Linked DNA regions of Mus musculus: all the other regions are linked to region 1. A link is a contact called in public Hi-C and promoter capture Hi-C data. All regions are on one chromosome and are shown on one strand. Each heading gives the region's core, a stretch centred on a gene start, on an enhancer-like site or on the middle of the called end of the contact. The rest is flanking DNA. Distances are from core to core; before and after follow the strand shown.

The links. Promoter capture Hi-C pulls out the DNA fragments that hold promoters and counts their contacts. A called contact is a pair of places that touch in the nucleus more often than the background predicts.
Region 2: a contact with region 1 is called in a Hi-C map of B cells, with 5 read pairs. The contact joins the promoter of Rpl27a here to the promoter of Ilk in region 1. A contact is called at or near these places in 1 of 39 promoter capture datasets (cranial neural crest), 3 of 484 Hi-C or Micro-C datasets (B cells, CD8 T cells and the G1E-ER4 cell line) and 1 of 9 other capture datasets (liver).
Region 3: a contact with region 1 is called in a promoter capture Hi-C map of pre-B cells, with 7 times the contacts expected there. The contact joins the promoter of Nup98 here to the promoter of Ilk in region 1. A contact is called at or near these places in 5 of 39 promoter capture datasets (cranial neural crest, frontonasal cranial neural crest, maxillary cranial neural crest and 2 more).
Region 4: a contact with region 1 is called in a promoter capture Hi-C map of pre-B cells, with 5 times the contacts expected there. The contact joins the promoter of Rrm1 here to the promoter of Ilk in region 1. A contact is called at or near these places in 6 of 39 promoter capture datasets (cranial neural crest, frontonasal cranial neural crest, liver and 3 more) and 1 of 484 Hi-C or Micro-C datasets (LSK cells).
Region 5: a contact with region 1 is called in a promoter capture Hi-C map of pre-B cells, with 8 times the contacts expected there. The contact joins the promoter of Eif3f here to the promoter of Ilk in region 1. A contact is called at or near these places in 3 of 39 promoter capture datasets (cranial neural crest, frontonasal cranial neural crest and pre-B cells).
Region 6: a contact with region 1 is called in a promoter capture Hi-C map of liver, with 5 times the contacts expected there. The contact joins the promoter of Trim21 here to the promoter of Ilk in region 1. A contact is called at or near these places in 4 of 39 promoter capture datasets (cranial neural crest, liver, pre-B cells and 1 more).
Region 7: a contact with region 1 is called in a promoter capture Hi-C map of pre-B cells, with 6 times the contacts expected there. The contact joins the promoter of Trim68 here to the promoter of Ilk in region 1. A contact is called at or near these places in 2 of 39 promoter capture datasets (cranial neural crest and pre-B cells) and 1 of 484 Hi-C or Micro-C datasets (CD4 T cells).

The regions. Positions count from the first base shown.
Region 1 is chr7:105,734,749-105,738,242 of GRCm38.p6, forward strand. It overlaps Ilk (integrin linked kinase), which reads left to right and starts at 1,842. Exons shown (of 13, transcript NM_001161724.1): 1 at 1,842-1,968; 2 at 2,353-2,489. The coding sequence starts at 2,401. It overlaps Rrp8 (ribosomal RNA processing 8, methyltransferase, homolog (yeast)), which reads right to left and starts at 1,836. Exons shown (of 7, transcript NM_025897.2): 1 at 1,550-1,836; 2 at 1-308. The coding sequence starts at 1,648.
Region 2 is chr7:109,517,619-109,521,112 of GRCm38.p6, forward strand. It overlaps Rpl27a (ribosomal protein L27A), which reads left to right and starts at 1,577. Exons shown (of 5, transcript NM_011975.3): 1 at 1,577-1,604; 2 at 1,967-2,030; 3 at 2,300-2,375; 4 at 2,850-3,024. The coding sequence starts at 1,602. Snora3 (small nucleolar RNA, H/ACA box 3) reads left to right here and starts at 2,514; the gene lies at 2,514-2,633.
Region 3 is chr7:102,208,180-102,211,673 of GRCm38.p6, forward strand. Nup98 (nucleoporin 98) reads right to left here and starts at 1,987. Exons shown (of 33, transcript NM_001287164.1): 1 at 1,839-1,987. It also overlaps a transcript of Pgap2 not described here.
Region 4 is chr7:102,439,870-102,443,363 of GRCm38.p6, forward strand. It overlaps Rrm1 (ribonucleotide reductase M1), which reads left to right and starts at 1,826. Exons shown (of 19, transcript NM_009103.3): 1 at 1,826-2,174; 2 at 3,118-3,206. The coding sequence starts at 2,156.
Region 5 is chr7:108,932,728-108,936,221 of GRCm38.p6, forward strand. Eif3f (eukaryotic translation initiation factor 3, subunit F) reads left to right here and starts at 1,688. Exons shown (of 8, transcript NM_025344.2): 1 at 1,688-2,080. The coding sequence starts at 1,705.
Region 6 is chr7:102,563,898-102,567,391 of GRCm38.p6, forward strand. It overlaps Trim21 (tripartite motif-containing 21), which reads right to left and starts at 1,585. Exons shown (of 8, transcript NM_009277.4): 1 at 1,492-1,585; 2 at 375-443; 3 at 1-228. The coding sequence starts at 192.
Region 7 is chr7:102,685,680-102,689,173 of GRCm38.p6, forward strand. Trim68 (tripartite motif-containing 68) reads right to left here and starts at 1,648. Exons shown (of 7, transcript NM_198012.4): 1 at 1,462-1,648.

The DNA.
Region 1 (3,494 bases), core at 592-3,091:
TTTCTCTTTCCTTTTTCTTCTCCAGCAGAGACCCCACCAAGAGGAGGAGCTTGTCTGTGGCATTTTCTTCTTATTTCTTTCCCCTCAGAGTCACTGATGGATGGCGCCTGTTTCTGACATTTCCCTTTTCTTTTCTTCCCTACTTCCTTTGAGACGCTGGCAAGTGAGGGCCTTTGGAGGTGTCTCTTCTTCCTTCCTACCTCCTCCTCCTCCTCAGAGTCACTGCCAGGTAGGCTGGGGGTTTGTTGGGAGAGAGATGCTGCTTCCAGAGCCCGTAATGTGGCCAAGAGATGGCGGCGCTTGCGTCCCTGGAGGCAAACAAGGGATGAGAGTGTGTGTGAGAATGGACGAGGCCTGGAGACTAAGAAAGGAGAGATGGGCTTCAGCTACTGGTCGTTCTTCCCATCCAAAGTTAACAAGTTTGCTGTGAAGTCAGCCAAGCCCAGAACATTCAGGCTGCAATCCCACCCTCTGGGAAACTGGAGGGCAGAAAGTGTTCCCATCCTACTTTTCTAAGCGTGTAAAGGATTGCCTGTTGATTTCCTTAGAGGAATGTGATAAGCACACAAACAACAGGACCAAGGCAAGACAGCAGCCATCTTTGCCTCCCACTGACAGCATTCTAGGAGCAGCAGAGGGTTTTTTGTTTGTTTGTTTTTTTTGTTTTGAAACAGGAAGGGCAGTGTCACACATGTCTATTAAAAATGTTCCTAACTGGCCAGCAGTGGTGGTACACACCTTTAATCCCAGCACTTGGGAGGCAGAGGCAAGCGGATTTCTGAGTTCGAGGCCAGACTGGTCTACAGAGTGAGTTCCAGGACAGCCAGGGCTACACAGAGAAACCCTGTCTCGAAAAAAAAAAAAAAAAAAAAAAAAGTTCCTAACTGCAGTAGAGAGAAGCTGCACACAGACAAGCAGAAATGGACTACAGAAATGAGCAGAACATCCTGGGCTAACTGAAGGTCAGGAACACCCCAAGGGGATACTGAAACCCTCATATCTGATGAGGTTCAAAGGAAAAGGCCTGCTTTCCGTGAAGCTGATTTGGGGTTCAAGTCCTGCTGCTTGTCCTCAGCTAGACCCTTACCTTGAGCCTCTTTTGAATAGTAATTCTGATAACCTCCCAGTCACTTGCCTTTACTCTAATATACTTTCTACACTGCCACTAAAAATCCTCTAAAAATCCTTTCAAGACTACGGATTCAGCTCAGTAATAAATGCTTATCTACCACGCTGAAGCCCTGGAATCGATCCTCAGTATATAAAGTGATGCCAGGTGAGAGAAAACTTGGAGAAGCCACTCCACTGCTAAAACAACTCTACTGATTTCTACCCTTAGTGTACAAAAAACTTAAACTTTTCAAGCTCTGCGCTCCACGCTCCACGCTCCGAATCCCGCATTCCTATTTGGACTATCCGGATCTTCAGATCATAACTAACTCCCTCACCACCCCGATCCACGATAGCATTCAGGCTCTCCCTCTAACCAATACGACCCCCGGAGGGTAGGCTTCACCTCCTTCAAACAGCCCAGTGCAGGGCCGCTCACCTTGACTGGCGGGGCAGTCGCCGGCCTAACCTGTGCTGTCGCGGCCCCTAGGCCCACGATGGCTGGGGCCGCCTCCACCCATTCGGGCTCTTCGAACATACCACCCGTAGCCCGCAGGGCCGGAGGAGCCTACGCTCTGGCCCACGTGCAGCGCGCGTCAGGGAATCCTAGGGCTGGAGTCGGACCAAACCGGGCCGGAAGCCACCGAGTGAAATTCTGTGGTAGCTAGAGCGGCCTTCGCGGAGCAGAGCACCATAGAGCGTAGCCGCTGGCGAGCTAGAGAGGCAGTAGGAGGTCGGAAGGGAGGGACCGCGGCCCGCGCTGGCCCGAGCTGGCCGGGGCGGGCCGGGGCGGGGCCGGGCGGCGGGCGCGGCCGGACGGGAGTTCCCCCGGAGAAGGCGCCTGCGGCCCGAGTCCCGGTGAGTGTGGGTAGCTCCGCGCCCTACCCCACGCTGTCTTGCAAACCCGTCTCTGCGATCTCTGCAGCAGTTCTGAGCCGGGGCCGCCGGGCAAGGACCCCTGTCCCCTCCCCCGGGTGTTTGCAGCTTGGGTCCCTTCCCCCACCCCCAAGCCTTGCTCGAGGGCCGGGGCTCAGAGCCGGCTGACACCAACTCGGGAAACTAGCAAAGTCTACCCTACACCCCCAGACCCTCCTGCTCCTCGAGCCAAGGGGTCGTCCGCTGCCCGAAGCCCTTCATAGACAACCACTGTCCCTCTCGCGACGCTCCCCATCCCAGCACTGACACCTCTGTCCTGAGGGAACTCACACAGAGAGTCATTCTCTTGTCTCTGTTCTCCCTCAGTCCCCCGAGGCTTCCCCAGTCCCGGGGTCTCTGTGCCGGGACGCTGCTATGGACGACATTTTCACTCAGTGCCGGGAGGGCAACGCGGTGGCGGTGCGCTTGTGGCTGGACAACACAGAGAACGACCTCAATCAGGGGTGAGCTGAAGCGTTGGCGAGTGAGACGGCTACAAGTCCTCTCTCCGCTACTCGGGGTGCTCATGTCTGGCGGGGGCGGCTGACTTTGCTATCCAGTGTAAGGAGTAGTAGTAGTAAGCAAAGCCTGTTGATGGAGGAACGTCTACACAGAGGAAGCTGTCGGAGTTGGGTTTGTTTTTTTTTTTTTTTTTTTTAAACTAAGTTTCACAATCCGGTTCCCGGGAACTTTGCAGCCTCTATGAACTCATGTCAGAGGCAGACCTGAGTGCCAGAAAATTGTCTGGAATTACATGTAGCTGGAGGATGAGTTTCTGCGCCCTAGAGCGTTGGGTAGAAGTGGGAAAGGATATTAGAGGTCTAAAGTTCTGAAGCTTATGTAGTGATGAGAGTACCCATTTGTCAGGCGTCACCCTGGACGCAATTGCCTTAAAGTGATGTTTTGGATACAAGAATTGAGACAGGGTTGGGGTGAGAGCCCTAAAATCATAAGGATGAAGTAATTGAGTTGGTATGGGATGTGAAGGGGTTGTCAAAGATGACCTGGGGTTTAAAAGGAGGTTTGGGTACTTGGATACTTGGCAGTTGCTGAGGTTCCATTATGGACTGGCCACAGTTTTGGTGACACTACAGTGACTTGGAAACGCTTGGCAGGTTGTTAGTCATGCAGATTTAAAGTTCAGGAGGTCGGATTGGGAGACCAAGATGCCACAAATAGCATTTAAATGGTATCTGAAGACTCTATAATGTGGAATGTAGTACCTTAGAAGAGTAGAAAATAAAGGCAGAGGTTGAGAAGCCTGGCTGACAGGGAACAACCATCAGAATAAGAAATAAGAAATGGATTAAGATTAGAGAATGGATGTTTTAATAAAAGAAGAGTGGTTAATTGTAGGCTACTGAGAAGTTAAAGAGCATGGATGAGCATTTAAAAAGTCTCATTTCACTTACATTTAGGATGAATTTGATCTTTTGAATGCTATTGCAGAACAGTAACAGGAAAGTGCA
Region 2 (3,494 bases), core at 327-2,826, 3.8 Mb after region 1:
TGAGGATGTTGGGGGTCTTACCATTGTGGCCTGGAGTGCTATTGGAAGTAGTAGAATACTAAGGTAGTTCCTCTATTCTTTAGAGTTCAGAAAGAGTTGGTCATGAGGGTACATGCTTAAAATCTCAGAACATGGGAAGCTAAGACTGGAGGATCAAAAGGTTAAGGTTAGGGAAATCAAGAGTGGTACTGGGATACTAGCAGTGAAGGCATGGGTAGTTCTAATATTTGTCCTTATAACAGAAAATGGTAGTCCTCAGCCCTCAAAGAAAGCTCTCTTTGCAACAGGCAGAAAGAAACTGATATAGAAAGCTATAACCAATCAAAATGCAGAGGTGTGAAGTCCAGTCCCACTGGATAAATCTGTAAAACAACCCCTCCACCTAAGGCGAGGGAAAGACTGTAAGAGCCAGAGATCAGAGGCTTTACTGTGAAATTGTGTGTCCTAGGAGTGTAAGAAGCCACACCCATAGTATCACCAACAGGACTGCCTGAATAGGAGCTGAACAAGGACAGCCATAGATATGCTATTACAGCCCACACGAGAAAGTTCGAGACCATCATGCCTAGCCAATCGATTAGGAGTGTAACTCCAGCAGTCAGGAGGTACAAGGCCAGCCTTGGCTTCAGAGTAAGACCCTGTCTCAAAACAAATACAAGATCTTGAGGAAATGGTGTGGCTAAAGTCAAACTGCCCAGATTGTAATGGACTAAACACCGAGCAAGAAGCTAGCAGACAGACAGGATTTGCCCACTCTGCTTTCTGAGAGTTTTGACTAGAATATTCTTTAGTTTAACGGATCAAGTAAGAAACAATAAAACAGATTAAGGGGTTAGAATCTTGTGCACAAGTGTACCACTTTTGTTAGCAAGCAGGCTACACGCCAGGAACTCATGGATTTAAAAGGAAAACAAGCAAAATTGCCCAGTCCTGAACCCTTAGAGAATCTGGGCTCTATCGGGAAGAAAAATGTAACTTGGCAATTAGAAGTTACAAGTGTGATAGTTCGAGTAAACAAGTAACAAAACAGGTCCAAGAAGGTCGACACGGAAAATACTTGTATGAGGAGCACGCTGGGCTGGGAACCTCGGGTCCAGGGGAGTAAAAGCATACCAGCCAGAGTCTGGAGAAAATTCAAATGTGATGTTTATACAAAATAGTTACAGAATCTAGATCCCTGAAGCACAGAAGGCTGTTCAAATTTGGCAGGACATGAAGAGAGGACCAGAGCAAAAGAGAAGGGCAGTGTCCCTTTAAGGGACGTCAGAGGCCCTGCGGAAGTCTTGCCGATGCTCTGAGCCACCGCCATTGCTGCCCGGAGACAAAAACCAACCGCACCAGAAAAGAACAGTGCACTCCGACGATGACCGGCCGCAGCGGCGCTCGACTAGGGAGGAGCTACCGGGGCTTCCGGGGGCGGGCGCCACCGGTTCACCCCGCCCATCCACACGGAAAGGAAGAGGCGGGCGCCGGGAGCCGTGACGTCAGGAGCCCTTCCCGAAGCCGGCCTCCTGGCCGGAAATGAAGCATTGGTCCCGCCCCCGCGCCTGCTACCTCGCGAGACTTCGTGAGCTCCTCCCTTTTCCCTTTCTGCCACCGCCATGGTAGGTCTTCTCTTGGCCTCCGCTCCATCGCGGAGGGTCGGGGCTCTGCTTCCCAGCCTTTCAGCTGCTTGCTATGGTCCTAGTGGGTCTCCATGGCTGGGCGTAGCCTGCGGGGCGGGATGACCCACTCGGGTGTGGGGCGAGGAACGTGGGGCCGCGTGTTCCGACCAGAGCTGGGATCGCGTGGACGTGCGGGCCCGGGCGGCTGAGCACGCTCTGAGTCCCGGCCTCGGCTTAGCCGGTGCTCCAGAAGGCAAGTCCTCGTGTGCAGGCCTGATCCGGGCAGGCAGGCATTGCTGCCCTCTCCCCGGTCTCCCCATCCTCTAAGCAGGCCTAACCACTTTGCTGTTTTTCCCACGCAGCCATCCAGACTGAGGAAGACCCGGAAACTCCGGGGCCACGTGAGCCACGGCCACGGCCGCATCGGTAAGTGTGCGCCTCCTCGGCGTTTGGCCTTTGGAGTTTTGTTGGAAAGTAGACATCCGTGGGTGGAAGGAAACACTTGCAGTTCCCCTACTTTATGTTGGTAGCGGGGTGAGAGTTAAACACATGCCGCTGGGATGTGAAATGCCGTAAATGTTCCTTCTATCCCCGAGTCTTGATAAATCGGGCTTAGAAACGGATGGTAAACTGAGAGCAGGAATAAGGGCATGTGAGCAGCTATAAGTCACACAAGTTGCTTTGTGTGCCGACAGGTAAGCACCGCAAGCACCCAGGCGGCCGCGGGAATGCTGGAGGCATGCACCACCACAGGATCAACTTTGACAAATAGTGAGTGTTTTGGAAGTGGGGGCTGAAGGGGTGAGTTAGGACGGTGTCTCCCTGGAAACGGGCTTCTTACCATTTGGTATGGCTAGCTTTAGCAAGTAAACGCTGCACTTGAACTGAGGGGACCTGTCCGAGGCTAGAGTCACGCTCAGGTATTGCTTGTTGCCTTAGTGTGCTTAAGTCCTCGAAGAATAACTGCTGACCTTATTCACTGGCTGTGTGGACTTTCTGGCACAGTCAGTCACCAGGTTAGTGACATATGTCAAGTTAACCCATTCAAAGTTACGTTGCACCCTATTTAGGGAATCCTTTAAGGAGTGGGGGTGCTACTGAGTGACCTGACTTTTAGTTCAAAAATTGTATCTGGTGCCTGCTGTGTCAATGTTTACAGTAGTGAACACTTACACTCACTAGGAGACAACTACAAAGATAAGTTTTCTCAGTGAGGCTCTGAAGATGGTTGCCTTCCCTCCCCAGTCACCCAGGTTACTTTGGGAAAGTTGGTATGCGGCATTACCACTTGAAGAGGAACCAGAGCTTCTGCCCAACAGTCAACCTGGATAAACTGTGGACATTGGTCAGCGAGCAGACACGGGTCAATGCGGCAAAAAACAAGACTGGAGTTGCTCCCATCATTGATGTTGTTCGATCAGTGAGTGAACTGACTTGCCATTCGTTTTAAAAGATTTTATGTATATGAGAACACTCTTCAGAGAAAAACAACAGAAAAGGGCATCGGATCCCATTATGTATGGATGGTTGTGAGCTACCATGTGGTTGCTGGGAATTGAACACAGGCTCTCTGGAAGTCCAGTCAGTACTTAGAGCTGAGCCATCTCTCCAGCAGCCTGCCTTGTCACTCTTAATGGGACCTTTAATACACGGTCTTATTTGAAAGCCAAACCTATATATACATTTGGCCATTACCTATTAGAAAATTTTAGTAGAATTGTTGCAGGTGATTGAATTGGTCACATGCTAATAACTCTTCCTCTGCTTGGTTCCCACTTGTTTCCATTTCTAACAGGTTTGCTTTTTGAGGTATATAGTTGGTCCAGAATGGTCTTAAGGCACATCCTGGCTTTTTTTTTTTTTTTTGCAGGTTAAAGTGTTCATTATTTA
Region 3 (3,494 bases), core at 737-3,236, 3.5 Mb before region 1:
TTTTGAGAAAGGGTCTCATTATGCAGTTCTGACTGGCCTGAAACTTGCTATACGGACCAAGCTGACCTCAAACTCCCAGAGATCCATCTGCCTGTATTTCTGGAGTACTGGGATTAAAGGCATTCCCATCACAGCCAGCAAGATTAAAAACAAAACAAAACAAGACAAAACAAAACATAATCTAGTAAAATGTCAAATAGCTAAAATGTAAAATGTCTGCTACAAGCAGAAGATCAGGTTAAGTGCTATGGAAACTTACAAGGAAGAGTGAGTCAGGTGGTGATGCTCAAACTGAGAAAATGATACAGAAAACACCAAGTTACAACTTTTAAGACTTCAGTTCTCTTCTGTGCTTTTGCATTATTTGTTTTTAGGTCTTATGGTTTATATAAACATCAAAACTACAAGCTGATTGATATATTCAGATCAAAATGACAATTCCATCAAATCTTAAGTAGCAGATTTAATTTTATCAATGTATTTCCCAGTACCTCTAACACGTTAAGCCTCATTTTTTTCATTTTACTGAAATGAATTCAATTATTTCTTTTATCACGTGCATAAGTGTTTTGCCTGTGTATGCTCTAGTTCTCTGGCCTCAATTTCCATAACTGGTGACATTACAGGCCTGCACCACATCTATCTTGGTTTTATTCCCCACCCCACTTGGCTTTTTGAGTCAGGGTCTCTGCAGCCCTAGATGTCCTGAAACTCAGTATGAAGAGTAGGCTAGCTTTGTAGTCACAGAGTGCCTCCTGCCTTTGCCTCTCAAGTGCTGGGATAAAAGGTGTGCACTGCCAAGGTTAAAGCCAATTTCATCATTTTTAAAGTTTTGTTCTCAAAAGTCTATGTTAAGTCTGGATGTGATGGCAAACACCTTTAATCTCATTACCTCAGCGTTAGAGGCAGGTGGTCTCTTTGAGTCTGTGGCAAGCCTGGTCTACATAGCGAATTCCAGGCCAACCAAGGGTTGTCTCCGAAGTTAAAAAAAAAAAAAAAAAAAAAAAAAAGCAAAAAAAGTCCCCATCAGGGTACTACTAATCAAGTTATCTTACTATATATAAACGAACATGAAAACAGCTAAACTAGAAGTGTTTTTGAAAATTATGTCAAATGCTGGGTCCTTACCCCTACCAAATAGAGAATTGCCAATATTGGGAGACTGGAACATAGAGGAAGGGTGGAAGAGTATACAAATTCTACTAGACTTGAATCAAGACACCTGGATTCTCTTCCTCTACCTACCTCCCACTAATAAAGCCTCTGTACTTGAGGCAGAGTGGGGGCGATTGACAATTTAAACGCTTATGGCTCCAGTTACTCAGAAATTCAATCTTTCTCACCTAGGTTTACACGGAACAGAAAGAACCCTTCATTTTATTTATCAGACAATTGTCAGTGTCTTAAAAAGCTAAACACAGTTCTGACTCACTCAACCCTCTGGTTGAACCCTAGACAAAACGTGTCCTGTAGAGTGGTCAAGGAAGTGACGGGGAGACCTCACTGAAGTCCCCCCAAGGCACCACCCTGCAAGGGTCTGCCTACCGCGGGCTGCTCACCTCCACCCAGCGAATGAATGAGTAGCACCGGAGAAAGCGAGGTTCACTCAATGTGGGCTGCGACCCGAGACCCCTCCGGCCTACGCCCCACACAGTTGGATCCCCTCCCAGGGCCTCCCGAGCCAGGCCGCAGGCCCCGGGCCCCGCCCCCTCACGCAGGCCCGAAGGAGCGCGCCCGGCACGAGACTCGGCGGCGGAGAGGGCCCCGGGCGTCCAGCGCAGATGCCGGTACAGAGAGGAAGATCTACCCGCCCAGCCCCGGCAGCGCTCCCGACTTACAGCGGTGCGTCTGGAGTGAGAGCCCAGGTCCGCCCGTCACCCGCCGCTCACCGCGCGGCCTCCAGAAAAACCGTCGTCGCCGCCGCCGCTGCCACCGACCGCCGCTTCGGGCGCAGCGCGCAGAGGCCTGACTGCGTCACACGCCGTCCACCGTCAGAGATCGGCTCCGGCCGCTCCGCCCTTGGCGGCCGGGCATTGGCGGGCCGGTCCGCCACTCGAGGCCCACACCGTTATTCATTGGGTGACGATCCTTTTGAAACCGAACGTGGAGGCGGTCTCTGATTAGGAACGGAGGGGAAGAGGAGGAGCGTAAGGAATTGCCGGGAAAGGGGGGGGGGGGGGGGAAAGGAGGGACGATGGGGAGGGATGTAGAGTCCCACTCCCTCTGCCGCAACGGTTGGCTGAGAGAGGCTCATGACGTCACACAGGCCCCTCGAAGAGGGCTGGTGCGTGGCTAGAGGAGTGAGCACCAAACCGCAGTGACGCTGTGTCCAGGCCCCGCCCCCTTCCTTGGAGCGCGGAGACTCGCTACGGAAGCTCCGGCCAATCAGAAGGAAGTCCCAAGGATGACCTGGTAATTGTTCTATCCTTCTCTAGCTCCTGTCTGCGGGCAATGATGGGAAGGCTCCTTGGCCACCTAGCTTGCACTTGGAGAGCCGGAGGACCCTTCCTGGAAACCCATCAATCCACAGATTGTCTGCAGACACTCCACTCCCCACTGTTCTTTCCAGCGCAAGCCAGCCCTCGCCGTACACTTTCCCCCTCTGAATCTCTAGAATAGACCTGAGCAATGGATTTGCCTTAACAGAGCTTGAGCCCAATGAGGAGATTCTTGGCCCTTCAGCCTCAGCTGCACTTTCAGAATCTATACTTGTTCTGGGTTTCTTGCGGCCTTCTCCAGGACACATTTGGTAACCTTTACAAGTCCCGGTGAAGTTCAGGCAGTCTGCTTGTAAAGACCTTGTTACTTTGTATCTTATTTATTTTCCGTTCTATGCCTCCTCCCTCCCCTGATCTGGGCCAAAGCTTCATTTTCATCCTTTTGGTGTCTTTTCTCCTAGGATCTAGCAGAGAGCAGAAGAGTGGGCATGTTCTAGAAACCAGACCTCTCTAAATTATTGAGGTCTCACAGATAACAGGAGCTGTGTTAAAAAAAAAAAAAAAAAAAAAAAAAAGAGGTACATACTACCTCTCCACCACGTCCTGGGAAATCAATATAGAACTGAAACGAGATTTGCTAAGAATTTTAAATGATTCCCTCAAACAAAAACATCTTAAAGGAGCTGGAGAGATAGATGGGCTCAGCGATTAAGAGCACTGGCTGCTCTTCCAGAGGTCCTGAATTCAATTCCCAGCAACCCCATGGTGGCTCACAACCAACTGTAATGGGATCTGGTGCCCTCTCCTGGTATACATAAAATAAATAAATCTCTTTTTTTTTTTTAAAGACAGTAAATGGAAGAAACATAATATATTGTCGATGTTCAGTATATACTTGAAAGAATAATGTATAAATCGCCTAACAGGAAAAGCTAGTTTGAACATCCATCTGTAACCACCATCCCTAAACCACTCTGTCCAAACACCCTGCTTTTCCATCACTCCTCCTTGCCTTTACTCTAAATCAGAAAGTCATTAGGTGGGGTATAATAGCCA
Region 4 (3,494 bases), core at 576-3,075, 3.3 Mb before region 1:
CCCACTGCTAGGAGTCTCATAAAAACACCAACCTAACAAATGTAACATACATGCATAGGACCTAGCACAGACCCTTGTAGGCTCCATGATTGCTGCGTCAGTCTCTGTGAGTCCCTATGACGCCTGCTTAGTTGACTCAGTGAGCCGTGTTCTCCTGGTGTCTTCCACCCCTGTGGCTCCTACAGTTCTTTCTCTAAGCTCTGAAGGGAGAGACCTGTGAAAATCTCCAGTTTGGGCTCTCTTTCTCTGTCTAATGTTTGGCTATGGGTTTTTATATCTGCTCCCAGCTGCAGAAGGAATCCCCTCTTGATGAGGACTGGGCTAGGCACTGACCTAGAGTTTTGGCAGCTGGCCCAAGTTTGGATTTTTGGTTTGCTTTTATTTTTTAGACCTCGGTTCCACATTATAAAAAAAGATGCAATATTTGTCTCTATAAGCTTGGCTTATTATGATGATCTCCAGCTCCATTTCTAGCAAATGATATTATATTCCCCTAACATCTGAATATCAATTGTGTTTCCATATCATATTTTCCCCCTGGATAGCCCTGGTCCTCTAGCTTCATGTAGGATTTCCTATGATGTGTCAGTTGTGGGTGGAGATGGACCCCTTCTGGAGGGTGTAAGAAGCAAATGATAGGTTTTAGCGAAAGAATGCCACATACATTATTTTATGAAGATCAGTTTTATGACCGAAATTAGTTTTTATACTTGTCTTGAATAGGTTTAAAGTACGACTTTAACTATTCTTTCTTTTTTTCACCTAGCCTTTCCCCCCATTTTATTGAAAATGGATTTTTTTTTTCGCCTCACATAACATATCCTGATTATGTTTTCCCTTCTCTCCTTCCAGTTCCTCCCCATCTGGGTCCTGCCCCGTTTTGTCTCTCGTTAGAAAACAAACAGGCTTCCAAGGGAAGAAAAGAAAAAAGAAAAAAAAAAAAAGAAAGAAAACTAGCACATCAGTGTTGAACAGAACCAACAGAAGGACAGAATGCATGAGAAGGAACAAGAATCAGAGATACACTTGTTCGCACACTCAGGCGAACACTATAAAATCCCATAAAAAACACTAGTAAACTGGAAGGCAGGCAGGCCCTGGGCATGCTGCCTTAGTCTCAAGAGTTTATAAGAGCATAGAGGGCCTTGATTCTTCGGTGTCCTCCATCCCCCTAGGTTCTTACACTCTTTCTTCCTCCTTTTCTATGGGGCCCCCTGAGTCATTTGGGGAGGGATTTGATGGAGAAGTCCCTTAGGACTGAGTATTCGCAGATGTCTTGGTCTCTGCATAATGTCTGGCTGTTTTCACGTATTAATGTGGCGACGACTATCTTATTGCTGATCCTATCTCTACTACCATCCACAAAACTGTAAAAGCAAATGGACTGTGGGCCTTCATAAGAGTTTCACAGTACCCCTATTTCTGTAAGGCTGAAATTCAAACACCTTTGGTCTAGCCCCACTCTTTAACTGAGGAGTGTAGACCTACGAGCCCCGGGCTTCCTATCTGCTTCTTATTTGCGGGTTGTAGGCTTTAGTGCAAACCAGAACAAAATCTTGGTGTTTCCATAATGTCCATAATGTAAAATAGCAAAAAAAAAAAAAAAAAAGTCAGAGGGGTAGGGAAGGGGGAAGGGAGGAGGAAGAAGGAAAAAGGAAAAAGGTGTTCTGGATATCTGGTTGGTTACTTTTTTGTTATGAAATAAAAATACTCGGGAGATTTGCTTGCCCACACCCAATATGGCGGCAGGAGAACTCGTTCCCGCCAGGTCCGCTTTCACCCAATGTGGTGGAAAGGAGCGCAGTCTCCCGGGCTTTGCCCACACTCAATATGGCGGCCAAGGGACTCGTGTGCTGTCTGTCTACTGCTCAGTTTCCGCCCATTCAACTCCCGGCGTTGAAACGTCAAGAACGTCATTCGAATTCCGTCCGTCGCGTTGCTCTGCACGTCACGGGTGGCGGGAGCGGGAAGGAGTTCGTAATTCGGTTAGTCTGCTCTGGTGAGGAAAGTGCTGTCTATCGCGCAGCTTCCATCCCTCCGTCCGAGCAGCCTCTCGGAGTCCAACCCTTCACATCTGACAGTCGTCTCTGTCCCTTCTTCGCCTCGGAGCTGCTAACTGGTCTCGAACCTCTCAGCACTTCAGCTTCTAGCGGCGATGCATGTGATCAAGCGAGGTGAGGGGTCCGTGGGGATGGGGAGGAGGAGAGGGGACCCGGCTGCGGAGAGCCCAGCGGTCACTATCGCCGGCCCGCCCGACCCGCCCGACCCGCGGCGCCTCGCCGCTTCCCGCGCTTCCCGCCGCGCTTCCCGCCCTGTCTGTCAGCTGGGCCTGTGTCTGCTCAGTCTGTCCCCATTCTCTTGACCTTTGTGTGTTCCCTTTGACTTTGACTTTGTGCTCCCTTCCAGACTCCCTCCAACCCTGTCTGAGATTGTTCCCGAGCACTGTTATTCCTTGCCGCCATCCTCAGAGGTAGCTGCTTTTGGCTCCATTTTTTTAGAAGAGGTTGCAAAGACACGAAAAAGCACCCCAACACCCCCATTCCACCCCAGCTAGTAGTTGGTGAGGTTAGAATTGAAACCCATAGCTCATAATAGCCCTGTGCCTGTCTTTCCTCATTTCTTAAACAAAATAACAGACAAAAGAACCGCGGAGTCGATGATCTGGTGTAGGAGGAAATAAGGAAAAAAAGAAAAGGCAGGACACCACATTTTTTGAACATCTGTCATTTTTCTGGTCTCTTCTGAGGTGGGAGTGTAGTATCATCTCTCCTGCCTCTGCATTTTTGTGGGGAGGTTTTTTTTTTTTTTTTTTTTTTTACATTGTTTGTTCTTGGGACAGGGTTTCTCTGACTGGCCTGGAACTTACTCTGTGTAGATCAGTCTAGCCTCAAACTCACAGAGGGCTGCCTCCTCTATCATAGGTCGATAGACAAAGACTTTTAACCCAAATAGACAAAGACTTAATCCGAGTAGACATGATTAACCACTGAGCAGTCTCTGCAGACCCCAAAGACAATCTCTTAATTGTTTTAAACAGTTTTAAAAGCTGAATATACTTGATTCTTTGGTATTGCCCGCTTAATAACTGCTAATGCTAACTGTGATTTGATTATTTAGATGGCCGCCAAGAGCGAGTTATGTTTGACAAAATTACATCACGAATCCAGAAACTCTGTTATGGACTCAACATGGACTTTGTTGATCCTGTAAGTAAATACAGTGTGTATCAGGGGTTCTTTGCATGCTATGTGATTTTATGTCACTTACCTCTAGCCCTTCACTTAACTATACTTCAGTGTTAAATGTGAATTTATTGCCTGACACTTTCCTTAATTTTGATGTGTCCTTCAAGTTCTCATTTCCTGGAGAACTCAGAACATGAACTAAGAGGGGACAGTTGATGTGACTACTGGTCAGGCATCTTGTTTATCCGTATTTAGCCACACAGTGTAGAAATTAGTTCTATTTACCGTCATCTGGAATTAGGAGTGCTG
Region 5 (3,494 bases), core at 438-2,937, 3.2 Mb after region 1:
AGCTGTGAGCCACCAACCAACCCTTCCCCTTGCTGGAACCTCAATGCAGATTTTCTGCAACAACAGAGAATCTCTGTGTGTCTCTCTGTCTCTCTCTCTCTCTGTGTCTCTGTGTGTGTGTGTGTGTGTGTGTGTGTGTGTGTGTGTGTGTGTGTTTCTCTCTCACTGAACTATCTTTCTACTGCCCAAATTTTTTTATAGCATAGGAGTCTTTTTAAAAAGATTTATCTGCCGGGCATGGTGGCGCACGCCTTTAATCCCAGCACTCGGGAGGCAGAGGCAGGCGGATTTCTGAGTTCGAGGCCAGCCTGGTCTACAAAGTGAGTTCCAGGACAGCCAGGGCTATACAGAGAAACCCTGTCTCAAAAAACCAAAAAATAAAAATAAAAAATGAAAATATTTATTTATCTATTACACACACACACACACTGTCCCTATCTTCAGACACACCAGAAGGAGGCATCAGATCCTATTACAAATGATTGTAAGCCACTGTGTAGTTGCTGGGAATTGAACTTAGGACCTTTGGAAGAGGTTATTGCAGAGAATCTGCGTTGAGGTTCTAGCAAGGGGAAGGGGTTGGTTGGTGGCTTACAGCTACTCACAACTCTAGTTGTGTTCCTAACCGCTGAGCCATCTCTCCAGTACCAGCATAGGAGTCTTCATAATTAGCTCCTGGCCCTGCTTAGAGATCTATCCTTTCTTTTGATAATGCCATTTAACCACCAAATTCTTTCTTTAAATGTACTAGTCTTGCTCTCATTCACCTTAAGCCCTCTACATGAACTGTTCACTCCACCAGAAGAGCTCTCCCTACAAAACCCCAAATAATAGTTGGCTGCCTGAATTCTTCAAGTTTCCACTCCAACTTGATACCCTCATTGTATCCTACTCTAACCCTTCATAATCTTTCATGCTCTCATAACCTCCACTGATCATTTCTTTCTCATAGCACAGTCAAATAGTAATAATAATTTACTGTGTATCGAAGCACTTTCTAACCTAATGTAGGATTTAGTCCTTTTCTCTCCCCCAAAGAGAATGCAACCCTTTGCTATTTAGTTCACTTATATACCCTAGCATATAAGAGAGAGTCTGGTGCATATTAAGCATTTAAATTGTTGAATGAATATGCCTCCCTAATGATGCCTTATGAAGCCATCACAAATAAAGCACTATTGGTCAGGCATGATGATTCCTGCCTATAGTCCTAGCATTCGGGAAGCAGAGGCAGGAAAGTTGAGGTAAGTTCCAGGCCAACCTAACCTATATGGCTAGGCGTGGAATGCAAAGTAGATCCTGAGTCCAAATTTTAATTCATTGATTAATAAGTTAAATGGATGTAACAGTGAATCCCCTGTAAGACTGATATTTAATATCCATTTAAGTCTTAAACAATTGCGACCTTTACACTACTCTGTGCCGCCACCTGGTGGCAACTGTGTAGATTGCTAGTTGCTTCCTCCCCATTCCCACCCCAGGAAGTCCTAAAGTTACTAGGAACTACTCTGGACTCCTACACACTGAGTGCGCATCGGACAGAAATTAAAGCGCACACCGCGCACTAAAACTTACAACTAGCCGGAAATTTCATGTCCAATAGTCATCAAGATATGATTCACGTGGTATAAATTTAGCCAATCAAATTTCTAATTCCTCCAACTCACGCTCTTCTGTTCTAGGCTCTCTCTCTTTCTCGGCAAGATGGCTTCTCCGGCCGTACCGGCTAATGTCCCTCCTGCCACTGCAGCCGCAGCCCCGGCGCCGGTCGTCACCGCAGCCCCGGCTTCAGCCCCGACCCCATCCACGCCAGCTCCGACACCGGCTGCGACTCCCGCTGCGTCCCCGGCGCCCGTCTCGTCTGATCCTGCTGTAGCTGCGCCTGCAGCCCCGGGCCAGACCCCAGCCTCCGCGCCAGCCCCAGCGCAGACGCCGGCGCCTTCGCAGCCCGGGCCCGCCCTCCCGGGGCCTTTCCCGGGCGGCCGCGTGGTCAGGCTACACCCCGTCATTTTGGCCTCGATCGTGGACAGCTACGAACGCCGCAACGAGGGAGCTGCCCGAGTTATTGGAACCCTGTTGGGTGAGTTCTGGGGAAATTAATGTTTTCTTCCTGTGCATCTTACTATTCCTCTCGTTCCATCGCCCCTGAACTCTTAGCCTGTTTCTCTTTTTGCACCTTCCTACTGTGGCTTGCCTTCCCGAGTGATCTGAATTCAGCCGAATTGCCGTTAAGCCACAGAAATGTGCAAGGAGTAGGTATAAGCTATTGCGTAGTTTGTGATACTTGATCTACATGTTATTTTATACTCCCAACAACGTGGTACTGAGAGGGCATGCTGCCAAAAATGAAAGCTCAAATGACAGCAAGTTCAAAGCCCTTGACCCGTTAAACAGAGTACCCACATGCCCTCTCTTATGCAGTGACCTACCACCACCCCAGCACAAACAGAAAGTGCCCACCACCCATGTTAGGGAAGAGGATGTGTCAGAAGCTTCCTCCAACTCAAATAAACCAGGTATATTTGTAACATATTCTGGATATATAATATCTAGCTTTCCTAAACTTTTCAGACAGGCACGTGTCCCAAGGTTTTCCTACATACTGGTTCATAAACCCTAGATATGCTCAGCTCCAAGTTCTACCCCCACCCCCAACCCCCACCTCACTCCTCTGATTTTTCATTTGGACACAGACTGTTGTTGTATTATGTGTCCGTCGCTAACCTTCAAGATGAAGAGAAGCCAACTATCTGAAGAGGTTGGCATCCCAGGCTTACGGGAGGGTGGCAGGAAGTGAAGCCCTCAGTGGTTTGGTCACCTGCCTGTGGGGCAGGACTCACAGGGAGCTGAGAAGACTCCTCCAGGCTGGTCTCTGCAGAGGCCCATGACCAGCACTCATTCCAGAGCCGAGGCAGGGGAAACTAGAGAACATGCCTGCTTTGTGGAAAGTAGTAGACCTGAGTTGGGCCTGGACAGCAGATTGAGGGCTGAAGCAGAGCACCTGCAAAGGGGAGGCAGAGAGAGGCAGAGAGTGGACGCAAGGAAATAGAGCTCGCAGGTCAAGGCGTGACAGAACTGCAGCATGAGAGGGGTTTGGGTGAGTTCTAGAGCTGCCGTTGTGCATACAAGAAGAAAGGACAGAGTGTGGCTTGGGCTTGGTATTCCTTGTGAGGTGCCCCTGAGTGTACCAGTGGGTTGGTCAAGTAGAAAATTGAGTAAGCAGGGCTGCCAGGGCGCTTCACTGCCTGCCCGTGCTTCACTTCCCAGAGCCCACATGATGGAAGGAGAAAACCTGCAGACGGTCCTCTGACTTCCATGGGCAAGCAGTTGCACATCCATAATTAATCAGTATAAAAGAAAGGCAAATTTTAACAGTACGTGTGAAGATGCAAATGTAAAGAGGTGTGGGCAAGTATGCCCTAGCCCCCAGAAGATAAGTAACTGAAATAAAGAGGTAGATGTACTCACCTACCACAGGGATTGGTAGCTGTGTT
Region 6 (3,494 bases), core at 335-2,834, 3.2 Mb before region 1:
ATGTCTATTGGGCCTGAGGTTTCGGAGCAGAAACTGTTGCCGGCACTCGGGACATGAACTGCCCCCATTCTTCCCAACTTCAAAAATGCATTCCTTGCAAAAGCAATGGCCACATTCGATACTCATAGGCTCCACCATGGGATCCAGGCAGATAGAACAGGTGACCTCCTCCCACATCTTTTCCAGAGACATTTTTGAGGTTGTAGAGGGTGATATCTGCCGTGGAATCTTGAGAGATGCAGAGGGGCGAAGAGATAAAAATGAGAGTTTGTAGGACAAAAGCAAAAGCAAGGCAAACCCCAAACTCCCCCAAATAATGCCAAGGTGGACAAGCGATGACACAGGAGGGAAAGGCAGAAGGCAAAAGCACCAACCTGAATGACAGGAGCCTCTCCTCCGGCCTCACCCACTGAGCAAGCCAGGCAGAAGGGGAAACCGAGTTTCTAGAAGAGACAGAGAAAACTGGTGGGGGTAACGCTGCTAACAGCTCCACCGTCACCACACCCATCCCTGCTTAACCCTCACTGTCTAGGCGTCTCCCATTTCCTTTCTGTCATCTTATGCCTCTACTGCCCAGAGACGTCAGTCATGGCAGTAACGACCATTTACCATATCACCACAGACCCTCCATATTCCAACCAGAGTTAGCTCATACTAGTCTTCATTAATCTTGGCAGAAACCACAGGGGTCAGGCATTAGGAGTCAAGGTTTATGCAGCTATACATCATAGTAGACATTTTGTCAAATATGACAGGCTGCACATATGGTGGTTGTGCAATAGGCAACACAATGCAGCCTAGGTGTGTCATTAGCGACCCCACTCAGGTTCATGTAAGATGTCATTCATTATCCGGAGTACATTGTCTAAGAGTATATGGCCCAGTTATAAGAGTTGCATGTGTGTATATGCATGTTTTTATATATGTATGTACACATATATTGATGTTTTTATATGCAAACTATACTTGTGCACAAATGCATCAATGTAGGCGTGCCCATATGTTCCCCTCTATAAATGTCTATGTACATAACATGCAGGTGTGCTCACCGGTGAACATTTTTGGGGAGCACTCCCTGGGCTCTTCTCTAAGCTGCTCCAAACCTAGTCTCAACTTCCTTTAGGGTGTGGAGTATCTTAAATCCACAGAAATTTCTACATGGATAGCACTCTCCTCAAGCAGGGATCTTCAAGGGGTAAGGGTTTCCCTGAGCTCCCCTCTGGCCTAGGTCACCACCCTGCTTCTCCTGCCCTTGCTAGGACTGTCGTCTCAGCTAGTCCAGGGCACTAGGAAAGTCACTTTCAGAGCCCAGCTTCCACAGGCCAGCATGGGCAGCTCTGCAGGGCTAGGACAAGACAACTCTGATGAAAAGAAGCAGCAGGTGGGTTCGCAAATTCCCGAGTGTGGGGTGCTGATGGGAAGAGGCTCCTTGAATCTGGTGTGGGGATAAAGAGCCCACCTAGGCCGGCCAGGGGTCCCAGTCTCACTCACCTAACCAGGGTCCTCAGCTTTAGTTATGTGCTCCCAGCTTCGCTTTTGCAAGCCTGCAGTCCAAATTTCACTTTCAGTTTCCTCTCAGAGGCAGGTCTAGCAGGAAGAGGGAGGAGCAAGGGGAGGAGTGAGGAGTTGAGTGGCAAGAGGAGGTTAGAGGCAGAGAAGGCGGAGGCTGGGCGGAGACTGGGCAGAGACAGGGCAGAGAGTGGGAGGAGAGAGGTCAGAGGTGCAAGAAACTGACTCCTGGCCACAGGCAGGGAAAAAACTCAGTACCTGTCCTCCTGGGTCTCTCTAAGGCCCCCTTGTCCCCTTTAACAGAATGTAATCTACAGGATATCGATCTTTGACACTGGTCTTTTCTTCTTACCTGGGAGCTTCTGAGAGAAGAGGTCTGAATGGGAGAGGGAGGAGTCACCATCTGTTTCCTACAGGGATGGATAGCTTCCCCCAAGACTGATCCCGCCACCGTCACTGTTTTTTATTAGTATATATTAATTGTACAGAGTACTTGAAGTATACCCATTTCCCACCACTCTGTTGTGTGATTTTGCTCTTTTCAAATAGTTTGGGGCTAGAAATTTATTCTTTATGATGTCAAGGTATGTGTTGTACCAGTGAAGGGAGTTAAGACTTATGGACAATTGATATTGTATTATAACTTGCGCTAAAAACAGCAGTGGAATTTTCCTCGCTATTTATTATATTTAGGAAACAAAACCATTCTGTGATTTGAAATTTCTAGTCCTGTTTAAGAGATCTCTCTTAGTGAAAGGCCGCCAGGCAACATCTACTGTCTAGATTGTGCTGTTGTACTGGGGCTTGGTTCCTGGAGCACAACAGTCCTAGAAAGCAGAATGAAAAAGAGTCAAGCATCCGAAAGGACGAAGACATCTATAAACATCAGAAAACGACTCTGCTTCTACCACGGAAGGTCTGCTGCTATTTCCTGCAGGCAAAGAACTTGGGTCCCAAAATAAGGCAGAGGGTAGAGTCAATGTCTATTTTGCTATTCACCACCAGAGGATGCTCTGTTTCAGTTTACACACTGGATAGAGAGATTAATGCACACCCTAGGGGTGTGCTGATATATACTCTATAATGTGCACACAGGACTACTAACATATTGTACTCAGAGCTGCCTCAGCTCCCACCTTGGTAATTGTTTGAAGACCCCACCTACTGAAGACCCAAACTCCCTTCACTCACAGATAGTACTTTGATATTTCAAACTTCCCTCTCCCTGACAAAATGACCCAAGTCTTTATTTGGGAAGAATTAATGCTATTGATATTATTGTCTAGCACATTATTAGTGTGTTGGTGAAGTGAGATGTTTATACTTTGGGTTTTAATCATATTCTCTACTAACTTGAGTGTGTATTGGCAACCCAAGTTGTCCCTGGTGATATGCAAGTACATTTTGTCCAGGACAGGAAAAGCTTCTTCTACTTATTTCTAATTTAGTGACTTAAGAAGCCCCCAAAAATATGGAAGCAGAAGGAGGACCAGTTGGAAACAAGAAAGGACCAACGGGTGTGGGAGAGGGACAAGAAAGGATGACGGGTGTGGTGGCGCACGCCTTTAATCCCAGCACTCCGGAGGCAGAGGCAGGCGGATTTCTGAGTTCGAGGCTAGCCTGGTCTACAAAGTGAGTTCCAGGACAGCCAGGGCTATACAGAGAAACCCTGTCTCGAAAAACCAAGAAAAACCAAACCAAACCAAAAAGGATGACGGAGGGCTGACCACTTGCTGGTTTTAACAATGTATCAGAATTATAGCCCTTTACTCTCATGGTTAAAGCCTTTGTTGATCCCTATAATAAAATATCACAGATCGAGTAATTCATTAAAAAAAACATACCTTTCTTTTTTATAGTTGTGGAGGATGGGAAGTAAGGCAGCAGCAGACTGGTCTTTCCAGACTTGCTCTTTTCCTCAAAGACAAGGCCTTCTCTTTGTATCCTTTCTTTTTCTTTCTTTCTTTTTTAAAAATAAGGATCCT
Region 7 (3,494 bases), core at 398-2,897, 3.0 Mb before region 1:
CTTCCCCAGCTTCAGGGTAGAGGACAAATTCAAAAGCAGAGAGGAAGAAACCACTGTGTTGAGTCTGGCAGAAGGGCGTTTTGTAGGAACGAGAGCAGAAGCCTGTAGGACTGAGATCAGGTCGTCCTCAGGTTGTTACTCCTTCTTGCTGTTTCCCCTGCTTTCTGTCTCTCTGCTTCCACCGTCTCCACCCAGCCATGAGATCCAGAATCCTAAGATCCAGTTGTGCACTAACGAATACTGAACTCAAAGGCCCATGTACGCTCCAGCGGAGGGATCATGGAGTAAGCATCCTCCTTTCACCCCCTCACCCCCTCGACTGTTCTGAAATGCTGGGGATTTAACAAGAATCTCAAGCATGCTAGGCAGATGCCTAAGTCTTCTTACTCTCCCAACTGCACCCGTGGCAGCCATATTCTCCTCAGTGCTATGTGCAGTGCTTGGACCCGGGGTCTGTTCATTTTACCCTATTTGGAATCACACTCTTCCAACTGAGACTGTTTCCACGATCTCACTGTTGATATCATTTACCAGAGTCTGTGGGTTTCTTAATTCACACACTAGAAATTTACTATTCATATTTTCTGTTTTTCTTACAATATCCTAATGTCGTGGTACGTTTAATACAGAGTTATCTTCAGTTTTGCTCAGTGTATTCTTGATGCCAACAACAGTGTCTCAATACTTGTTAAATGCATGAGAATTCAATGTAAATGTTTAGGCATAGCTGATAGTAGAGGTGTTAATATCTTCATCTAAGGCAGTGTGCATGTGTCCACCTGTTCATGCTTTGGTGTCAAAAGCACTACTTAAAGCTACAGAAAACCAAAAAAACCCCCAAACAACAACAACAACAACAACAACAACAACAACAACAACAACAACAACAACCAGACAAAACAGCAGATGAAAATTTGGAAGACACTGGCAGTAGGAAAGCGAGGCAAAGAAAGATAGAAATGATAAATCAAGATAAATCACAAAAATGTAGTGGAAGCATGTTAGTTCTATACATTGCCTCAAAAAATGTAAACATGGGAAAGATGTCAAAGATCTGGAGATAAATACAGTTTTCCAATAGAGGATCTCCAATAGAGATCTTTTATCAAACATAAATACTTGGTCAAAAGTTTGACTCATTAACTGCTCAGACCTGTCCAACCTGTAGCTGAGGGCAGCTGTGAATACAGGCCAAACACAAAACTGTAAAATGTTAAGTTTCTTTATGCGATTTTGTTCTCCAGAGTGAACTTTGTAGACTACAATATCAAAAGGTTGCACCTAGCAACCAGTGCCTCCACGGTCCTCAGGGCCGCGAAGGGAGGGGGAAGAGCCTGGAAGCGGCAGAAACCAGCCTCGGGTCTGGAAGCAGTGGCGGTCCGTGCCTTCCTGACCTTCGGGCACTAGGCAGTTCCCCAGGGCGGTGGGATTGGGAACAGGGGAGGGTAAAGAGGGCAGGACCTGTGTTGTCCTCCAAAGAGGTCTGCTGTCGCCTCCTTCTCTAAGCAGCTGTGGAGGCGCGGGGCTCCAGCGGTCCAATCCGCAGCGTAGGAAGCAGCGGGGCGCTCGCCCGCCGCCGGAAGCCGCGATAGCAGCGGGGGCGAGGGACCCAAGGCAAGAGCCGCGCCCGGAGCTGCAGGACCCACCCACTGCGCCGGAACCGACGAATCACTTCTGCACTCAGAGTGGCCTGATTGGCTGTTCGCTTGCCACGTTTCCTGGTTGAATTCAGCTACCTAGCGTGGGTGCGCAGCCGGGCTTCCTTAAGTGGCACCTTTACGCATTGGAATCCGCAGTTCCCTGGAACACGAGCTGCAAGTGGCTGCTCCAGGTTTCAGACAATTAAGCAAAAGTTTTAATAAATGCTTCTGTTTTTCCTGGCTAACTCTTGACACTTACATACTTTTGGTAGCTCCTCATTGCAACAAACTAGTTTCAGAGTTAGAAAACATATTAAATTACGAAGTCCTGATCATAAGCTGCCAGTAAAAAAATCTTTTTAAAGCAGTGTGTAAGCTTTCCTCTCGTCCAACCGCAGAGACACACAAGACCAAGCGTGTTAAATCATAGACCTGGATTTTTCTTTGTAGTTCTTTGGTTCTTTTTCGGATACTGGGACTTTTACTGAGTAAGCAAGAGAAGACACTCAGTGACATATGGGAAGTAACGAAAAAAATTCCAGATGAATCCAGCTTCCAGTGATATGTTTATCGTTGGGACCCATGCTCTTTGAATTCCATGACAATGTCAGAGCTGAGGACATGGTTGACATTCTTCAGGGTGACACCCAGAAAATTATTGAAAATAGACAGGACCAGCACTGTAGGGGGAGAGGGAGGAACTGAGATTTGAACTGAGCCTCTGCTTCTTGGTAGAGACAAATGACTGACCTTATGTCACAGTGAACAGATGGATTCAAAGAAGACATTTAAAAAATACTAATTGAGCATGCATACAAAGAGACCTGGATTGCAAGACTGGGTCATACATTCTCTGCCTTAAAGTCAACCAAGTTCAAGGGAATTGAAATCAAAAGGGGACATCTTTTTCATTTGTAATTGAATGTGTTTGTAACTATGACTGACTCTCAAAGGCCCTGAGAATAGGACACCATAGAGTGACTGGGGGAAGAGGCTCTTGCTTATGAGGAGCACTTTGGACTTAAAAGTTTTGAAGACACGATCAAGTAACCTCATTGGCTGATGAACTTATACAGAATAAAAATAAGAACAGGAGAAGACTGGCTTCCAGGAAGCTAGGAGAAGGGTCTCTAAGCCCATCCCTACAGTGACACACTTCTTCCAACAAGGCCACACCTACTATTGTTAGACCCCGAAACTGGGGAGACTTCCGCTCAAGTCCCGGGATGAGCTGGCCAGCACTCCAATAACTCGAGAGAAAACCACACCTGATGCAAAACTGCAAGAGGCTTTATTGTCAGCTGAGGATGAGCTCCCTATCGGTAACAGTAGGGGGCTTTTAGAGGAAAAACGTGAGGAATTGGGAGGAGTTGGGAGGATGAGTTGGCTACAGCTCATCTCTGGCGGGTGTCCTTGGTAAAATTACAAGGCATGAGGAGTGGGGAGTGAGTTGTAGCTCTTCTTTGTGGAGTCTATCTCCGTGTCCTTGGCACAGGGAGCCAGGCAAGTACCTGGCTAGGTCTTTTTACAATTATCACAACTCTGGTTGTAAGGTATAGAAACAAAAAGGCTTTTTTGCTGGCTATAGAGAACAAAGAGCTTCTTTCTGGCTGTATTTTTAGAAATCAGGGAAAACAAGCTTGGGGGAGACGCTTTAAGTCGGGGTCTCACACTATTAGTGCCACTCCCTGGGCCAAGCATATTCAAACCAACACACACACACACACACACACACACACACACACACACACACACACAGAGAGAGAGAGAGAGAGAGAGAGAGAGAGAGACAGAGACAGAGACAGAGACAGAGAGACAGAGAGATTGATTTAGATGATTTGTATGATAGGTTCT